2 separate regions of the Lactuca sativa genome follow, and region 1 is linked to region 2. Evidence: chromatin contacts called from public Hi-C data. All regions are on one chromosome and are shown on one strand. Each heading gives the region's core, a stretch centred on a gene start, on an enhancer-like site or on the middle of the called end of the contact. The rest is flanking DNA. Distances are from core to core; before and after follow the strand shown. Region 1 holds the start of LOC111906271 (urease). Region 2 holds the start of LOC111889836 (pre-mRNA-splicing factor ATP-dependent RNA helicase DEAH7).

Region 1 (3,885 bases), core at 1,065-3,564, 410 kb before region 2:
GTTATAGTTTATACAGAAATACCAAAAGAAACAGCTTTTGATATCTTAACTTGGTACTGGTATCTTCGGAATTGCCGAATCCTCTTGTGTGTACTGATTCCATTACTGTTTTGACATTGGAATCAGTGACAGGGCTGTCTGCGATTGCATTCCCTCCTCTAATTACTTGCATGCCACCAATTTTTACAAGAGTGACAGATTTTGCATCCCCTGGCTGGAAAAGTAAAATTAAGTACATATTTATTTTTAAATTTAAATAAAATATAGTGCCTTAAGGTTAAGTATCTGACCTCAAATCTGGTAGCTGTTCCTGCGGGTATATTTAATCTCATGCCATATGCTTTTCTTCGATCAAAAATCAAACTTGGATTGACCTCGATAAAATGGTAATGGCTTCCAACCTGTAAAAGTAGTATTTATTTAAGTAATTATGTAAGAAAAAACATTAAAATGTGAAAAGGAAAGTAGGAAGCCACCTGTATTGGTCTATCTCCATTGTTAGTTACTTTAAGGATTACTGCTTCCCTTCCAGAATTAAGCATTATATATCCATGTCTGAAGATTAGTTCACCAGGAATCTTACAAGTTTCTATATTTGGAAACTTTTCAAGTGAAGGAACTGCAGAAGCAACAAAATGTCAATCAAATTTAGCAGGCAGGATAAGTAAAATGGATCTGTAAAGATGAAAGAACAGATTGCTGACCTGGAAGAAAAGATCCATGTAAAGCCATTTCAAGATTTCCATTTTCACAAGATACTGGATCATGTACAGTAATTAACTTTGTTCCATCAGGAAAGGTTCCCTCTACCTAAACATAATTTAAGCATCAATGAAAAAGAGTTGATGCAAATTGATAAACTCGGATAGTAAAGTGGAACAGATTTTAGGCTTATGTAATACAAGAGGAAGTTTTGAGATCAAATGAGAAATATTGACCTGGACAGAATCCAAAAGGTGTGGAACTGTTGGAAGAACTTGTCTCCTGATGACAAAAATATATATGTAAGATTTGTTAATTGTGTCCAAATATCAGATTGATTGTTAAAAGAAGCAAGTTATTTGTTGAGTAATATATTACAATGTACTCTTTCAAAAATATATATATATATATATTACAATGTACCTTCCTAAAAGCTGTCTCCCGACATCCATCAATTCTGCCACACTTTTGTCACCATCATGTACAAACTCCAAAATCTAACAATAGGGATGGTTTAACTTTGTTATCAAACTATTTTCAAGAAAATCAAAACGAATCATGCAATTACAAAGTTAATATTAGTCTTTTTGACCTAAAAAATCAGCATTTCCCATTTTGGAAAAAGATCTAAGTCTAAATTTCAAGTAGATTTTGATGCTTCTTATTTATTGAAACTGGATCATAACTGTTTTTAACTTTACAAACAGAAGAATTTTGCTATTACTAACAGAAGAATGTTGGTATTTATGGAGATATGGACCACGATTAACTTCAACTTATGAGTCAAACTCTGCCTCTTTTCATGTAACCAAAACTGCTTTCAATCATCGATAATTGTCATTGATGTTTATTCATTTGCATTAACAAGCCTAATACGAATTTAGCCATTGGAGATCGTGTTTTTGCCAAAACTTGAAGTGTCTCACATGATCCAATTTCAATATCCAAGGTATTGATTATCAATACCCTGTTCTATGTTCAATATGATTCCCCAACAGTCATTCTAAAATAGCATCGGTTGCTTAGAGATACAAATCGACTGCCACATAATATCAAAGTGAATTAATTAAATCAACTACCTGAGTGGCAATAAGTGCAACAGCTTCGGTGTAATTAAGCCTTAATCCACGAGCAAGACGCTTCTGCGCTAAATATCCAGCATTGTGTAACATCAATTTCTCCACCTCCCTCGGCGCCAACCTCATCGTCTTTCATTTCATAAATTAAAAAAAAAAAAAAAAAAAAAAAAAAAAAAAAAAAAAAAAAAACGTCAGCATAAACACAAACAACAAAATCGATCAAACAATTGGATTAAACTCCTAGATTACGATGATGATGAATTGTAAGATATTTCAAAGATACAAATCCAATAGCTGAAACAAACAACCAGCGATTCTACATTTGTTTAAAATTTGTGATTATATGATTCTGTCTATTGAAAATAGGATCCGAGTCTCACCGATGATTGAAACTGAGCGTTGTAGTAGAGTAGTAGGCTTTAGGGAGTGAGAGCGAAGGCTGTGTTGACCCTCTGTTATGAATCTAAAATCATATTGCTGCTGTGCTATCTCCATAGGTGGAATTACGGGAACTGGAAATTTTCAGATTGGCTCCTTCAAACATTATGTTGTTATATTTTAGTCCCTTGACGGTTGACCCGAAACCATTTTGCATCAATGATGCGTTCGTTAACCACAAGTTTTGTGGTGATTTTGTTGATTTTATTAACAAAACCAAAACTGAGTGGTACATATATTCTTTTTCCAATTTCCATCAAGTCCTTCTAACATACAAAAACAATTTCCTTCAATCTTAAAGCTATAGTGACAAGGTTTTTTTTTGCAATTTTAACAATATAAAAAACTTTAGAACAAGTTTTTTTTATGAATATAAAATCAATGGTGTATGTAACTTGTTCATGTTATATATTAAAAAAAAACTTAGTTCATTGCATAAAAAGGTTGTGTATAACTTTTGAAACTTGGTTTTACTGGGTTACAAGGTCAAAGTCGATGGACAATTAATTTCATGTGTTGCATTAACCAAAAGGCTTTGAAACCATAAGAACAAGGATGACAGTTATACAAAACATAAGGGTAAAAAATGAAATTTAATGTTTCGACTTACAACCACTATACTGGAAGAGTTAGTTAGATACCAATTGGGTAAAACCCATAGATTGTGTATATATTGTCAACAGTTGTGTTTTTTCTCTATTACATGATGGTCAAATCTTTTGTCTATTTATTTCCTTTCCGGGCTAGAAAGCGGTCCCGAGCTGCTTGTATTCTAGCGTTGGAGTCATCTCCATTTTTCACCTCTTTCTCTCTCTCTCTCTGGGGACCACCCAAATCATCGGTTGTGCTCGCCTCCTCGGCCTGGTTCGATCCACCACTGCTCCAAAGATTCATATATGAATATAGATAGATACAATATATATATATATATACACCGTAAAATACAGTAAAGCACTTGTACTTTCACCATTTTATCGATTAGTGTATAAAGAAAACCATTGGTAACCTAAAAAAATGATTTTTTTCCAAGTTAAAAAAAAAAAAACATAATGGATTAATCACTAGTGACTAAATAAATTAAATAATGAAAGTACATTGTGCTTCCATTTTTGTCAAGGGTATAATGCAGGTAATAACAATGTACTTATGGAAAATGAATTGCAAGTATGTTTAAAGGTTGCTATTATGGGTTATATTTCTATTATTGGTAAAAAATGCTTAACTATATATAAGTCTATGTATATGTATGTGTATAGAATATAAATGTAGGTCTGAACAAGTTAAAGTTTTATGTACCTTAGTTTGTTGACATTTAGCTTCTCAAGCTTTTGCAATATTGGGGTCACCCATTGCATCTCTACTTCACACAGATTGCGCATGTATGGGCGTGTAGTAGAAATAAGTTCATGGTACACAACATAATTTGGAAGCATTCCTTCTTCATCTGTTCGCAGCACGGAAGACGGGTGCACCTACCAACACACAAAAATCCATTTGGTTAGAGTTAGTTAGATCATACATGGAATGGAATCGGTAATTACCACTCCGTTATCATGTTGGAATGGAATGAGTCATTACCGACTCTCTTGTTGTTGGTTGTTTATTTTACCTGGACAAGTTGAGACTTGAAGCCAAGAGTCCGGTAACCGTTATGACGAATCATCCG
Region 2 (4,089 bases), core at 262-2,761:
CAAGGAAACTTAATGTAAAATTTCAAACAATTGTTTATGTTTTCTTACAGTTTCTATAACTATTACATGAAAACATGTGCATACAGAACATCTTATGACACAACAGTTATCAGTTCAAATGAAACATATATTGTAAACTATAATTGATGTAGTTTGGGTTACATTCTCATTATTTTACCCCTTTCAGGGCAAAACTAGACAACGTCATCTAGGGGAAAGTCTCTTTCTCCCTAAGCAAGGCTATAGGTTGTCATACAAAGGAAGACGTCAGTACAGTTGTGCACGGGCCACTATCATTTATTCCCTCTACCCCAATCAGAACATATGAAAGATTAGATAGTAACAACCCGATATATCAAATGTCGTTATTCTGTTCCCCTCTACCTGAAACCCTAACTATACAAGGGACTTAGGAAGCCCCTAAAAGGTACAATTTATTTTACTCTCTCTCTCTCTCTCTCTCACTCTTTCTCTCTCTCTCTCTCTCTCTCTCCCTCTCTCTTTCTCTCTCATATCCTGCTAAGTCTCTCCCCTATATTGCTGAATAGATCGTCAGAGCGTCCTCCCTGGATCCCCTCCCGGAGAGCGTCTGACGTAGTGTTTGATTGTGACTACATGTTCCGACCGGAGATTAAATTGGCCAACCGGTGTCTTGCTAACGGAACGACGACACAACATTTGTTTTCATCACATTTTTAACAACATATACAACATCAATTTTGATTTCATACAAATAAATTCTGATTTCATAAGCATATAACATTTTCTAAGTTTTGATTTCATACAAACATATACAACATATTCAACATTATCTGATTTTAGACCAACATATACAACATTTTCTGATTTCACATACCTAAAATCTGATTTTATTCACACATTAGTTCATATTAAAATCACACACTAGTTCATATAGAGAAAATCAGATTTCATACATAAATATACATTATCAACTGATTTTATGCACACCCTTTAAAGCATTTCAATCCAAGAAGAATGAAATCAATAATTTCACTTGACATTAACATTTTTGTGATTTCAGAAAAAAAAAACAAAAAAAGGCAAAATACGTTACCTGTTGTAGACGTCGTTGCTGATGATGTGAATGTCGTCGCCGGTCGGAGATGCTATTCAAGGGAAGTCGCCGATGTGAGATGTTGAGGATGAGCTGACTAATCAAATGGAACTATTTTTTTCAGCGTGTTTGTTTTAGGTCTTGAATGGAAGACGATGGAAAATAAAAGAAATTAAGGGTTGTTGGTTTTTTTTCAAGTCAGTCAAGATTTTTAGGCTTATTGAGTAAGTCATTTGGGCTTTTTCTTTTCCTGCCAACAAAGATTTTTAGGCTTACTGACTAAGCCATTTGGGTCAACAATGTTCAATGAGTCAGCTACATATTGCATCTATCAAACAACTAGGCTGCTAACCAAGTCAGGAGTCAACACTTACTTGTTTAAATCAAACTGCCCCTAAATTTATAATTTTCTGAAAAAAAAAACTCAATGCTTGGCCGTTAAGTCGGTCAAAAACAAAATTTTTGAAATCCTTCGCCCAAGCAATTGACCAATACGGCTCTCGTCTCTCCCTGTCTCGCCAGTCTTTGGCTATCGCTAGTCGATGGTCTTGGGTATCGACCATCATTCCTGACGATTCCGCCCCTACCCTCCTTAGGGTTTTTCCTTCAAACGACCACAACTTTTTTCAATTACTCTTAATTCTTCACCGACATCGCCACAAATCCACCCTCACCTTCATATTTCTGTTTCACACAATATTCTTAGAACATATTTTCACAGTTCATCCCTCTCAATAGTTCTGCTTCAAGGTTTCTTTATTCACTTAGAATCTTACCATTAAAGGTATGAAATCTTTTTTCATATTCTTAATATTTGTATTGTCGATTCGTGTTTAAATCAGCTGTATTCTTATCTAGAATCCAATTATAAACCCTAAAAACCAAAATCTCTTCTTGATCGAAGTTCTGTTCCTGACTCGGCACATCCAGCGCCTCTCCGCTTACGAACGTCAACGGTGTTCCTGGTACATCCATCTACCATCTGCCTTCTCAATTTCTTCTTATTATTGATTTCTAAGTACAATTCTGAAACCCTACCTCTGCCGCATTGGATCAGGGCATGATCATTAGAACTATAGTTTTTATGCAGCGATTTTAATATATTTTTTTTACTAATCTCTATTCATTTAAATTGATTATAAACAGATTTTCTTTCTATTGATTGGTGCTGTGTTTTAGCTTCGTCAACACAGATCATGGAGGTTAGTTTAGAATATGAACTGTTTATTCTTTAACAAAGCATAAATACTTCTTCTCAGTTATTAACTTATTTGATTTTCAAACTTTGACAAACAGAATCCAATTGACATTGACAAGATAAAGGAGACATTGGAACCTGATAACAGCGGTGGCGGAGGATTACAATTGCCTGGGAAAGATAGGGTTGTCTTCAGAGCGCCTGAGAGGAAATCATTACTAGGATTGGATGCTCTTGCAAGTGCAAAACGAGCTGAAGGATCATTTAAAGTTCCTAAAGAAAAAATTTCTTCTATGATGACATCTCTTGATGAAGATGTGGAAAAAACCACATCCTCACTTACAGGTCTTGATGAAGTTGGTAGTGGTGTATCCAGCAGTGGTCGCAATTATACAAGCAGACAATATCGTGATTCCACTGGGAGCAAAACATCTGGTTCAGGTATTATTCCTGTGATACCTTTTTAACTTGTTCTAATGAACTCTTTACAAACACATCAACTTCTATGATCTATCTGACTGTTATGAATGTTGCAGAAAGTCAAATCACTGAAGAAGAACGAGCTGGTGGCAGATCTGCTAGGCATGGTTCACACTCTGAGGTAAGTTTAGAGGATGCTACCTTCTTCTTTGTATATTATATATTAGATTGTTCAATGTTCATACATTTATCTTAACTTCATATTTGGATATTTTAGGATGTTACTCCTTCATCTAGAAGTTCCCGAAGTAGTCAACACCGGAGTGATAGATATGATCCAACAGAGTATGATAGGCGTAGGTATGATAGCAGAGATGATTCAAGAAGGAGACATTACAGTAGTGATAGAGATGAGAGAAACCATGTGGAACAATCACCTCGTTATGGAAAAGACTACAGAGATTATGGGAATAAAAGAAGCAGATATGAAAGTTCAAAGAGGACACCTGGTATGCACTAACTTTTGTAATAACTATTTTATCAGTTCAATTTGCTCATTATTAAAAATGAATCACGTGTGTGTGTGTATTGTAGGTAGATCTGATTGGGATGATGGAAGATGGGAATGGGAAGATTCACCTCGGCATTCGAGTGGGAGTAGACATCATAAACCTTCACCTTCACCAATGTTACTTGGTGCTTCACCTGATGCACGATTACCTTCTCCTTGGTATGGTGGCAATACTCCTATGGGTCGCTCTGATTCTCCATGGGACAATTTTGCCCCTTCTCCTGTTCCGATTAGGGCATCTGGATCAGTCAGATCCTCAACTTCAAGATCTGGTGGAAGATCTCAGCGACCACATGCTGCAGAAAGTTCACTACCCTTAGAGGATGATGGAGAAGATGGAAAGGAAGTTTTTCATAATGCAGAGATAACTGAGAGTATGATGTTAGAGATGGAGTACAACTCTGATCGTGCATGGTATGACAGAGAAGAAGGGAACACTATGTTTGATGCTGACAGCTCATCGTTTTATCTTGGTGATGAAGCTTCTGTTCAGAAGAAAGAAGCAGAAGTGACAAAAAGACTGGTTCGTAAAGATGGAACCCCAATGACACTTGCTCAGAGCAAAAAGCTATCGCAGCTCACTGCAGATAATGCTCAATGGGAGGATCGCCAGCTCATGAGATCTGGAGCTGTTAGAGGTACAGAGGTGCAAACAGAGTTTGATGATGAAGATGAACGCAAAGTTATTCTTCTTGTTCATGGTATGAATTACAAAATTTTTTGTTATTCATTTAAGGATTTGTGTTTCATGTTTCTGACAGATTTATGATGTATTTGTTTCAGATACAAAGCCTCCATTTTTGGATGGGAGAATTGTGTTTACTA

Evidence for each region. Hi-C and Micro-C count contacts between places; a contact is called where the count stands out from the background.
Region 1: a contact with region 2 is called in a Hi-C map of seed, with 4 times the contacts expected there. The contact joins the promoter of LOC111906271 here to the promoter of LOC111889836 in region 2. A contact is called at or near these places in 2 of 4 Hi-C or Micro-C datasets (leaf and seed).

The regions. Positions count from the first base shown.
Region 1 is chr4:4,944,520-4,948,404 of Lsat_Salinas_v11, reverse strand. LOC111906271 (urease) reads right to left here and starts at 2,314. Exons shown (of 17, transcript XM_023902032.3): 1 at 2,162-2,314; 2 at 1,782-1,910; 3 at 1,126-1,199; 4 at 939-984; 5 at 705-810; 6 at 477-619; 7 at 291-401; 8 at 51-214. The coding sequence starts at 1,907. LOC111906272 (probable pre-mRNA-splicing factor ATP-dependent RNA helicase DEAH4) reads right to left here. Exons shown (of 15, transcript XM_023902033.2): 13 at 3,829-3,885; 14 at 3,516-3,691; 15 at 2,794-3,096. The coding sequence ends at 2,943.
Region 2 is chr4:4,537,066-4,541,154 of Lsat_Salinas_v11, reverse strand. LOC111889836 (pre-mRNA-splicing factor ATP-dependent RNA helicase DEAH7) reads left to right here and starts at 1,511. Exons shown (of 13, transcript XM_023885994.3): 1 at 1,511-1,859; 2 at 1,934-2,040; 3 at 2,222-2,277; 4 at 2,372-2,714; 5 at 2,810-2,874; 6 at 2,971-3,202; 7 at 3,288-3,965; 8 at 4,048-4,089. The coding sequence starts at 2,272.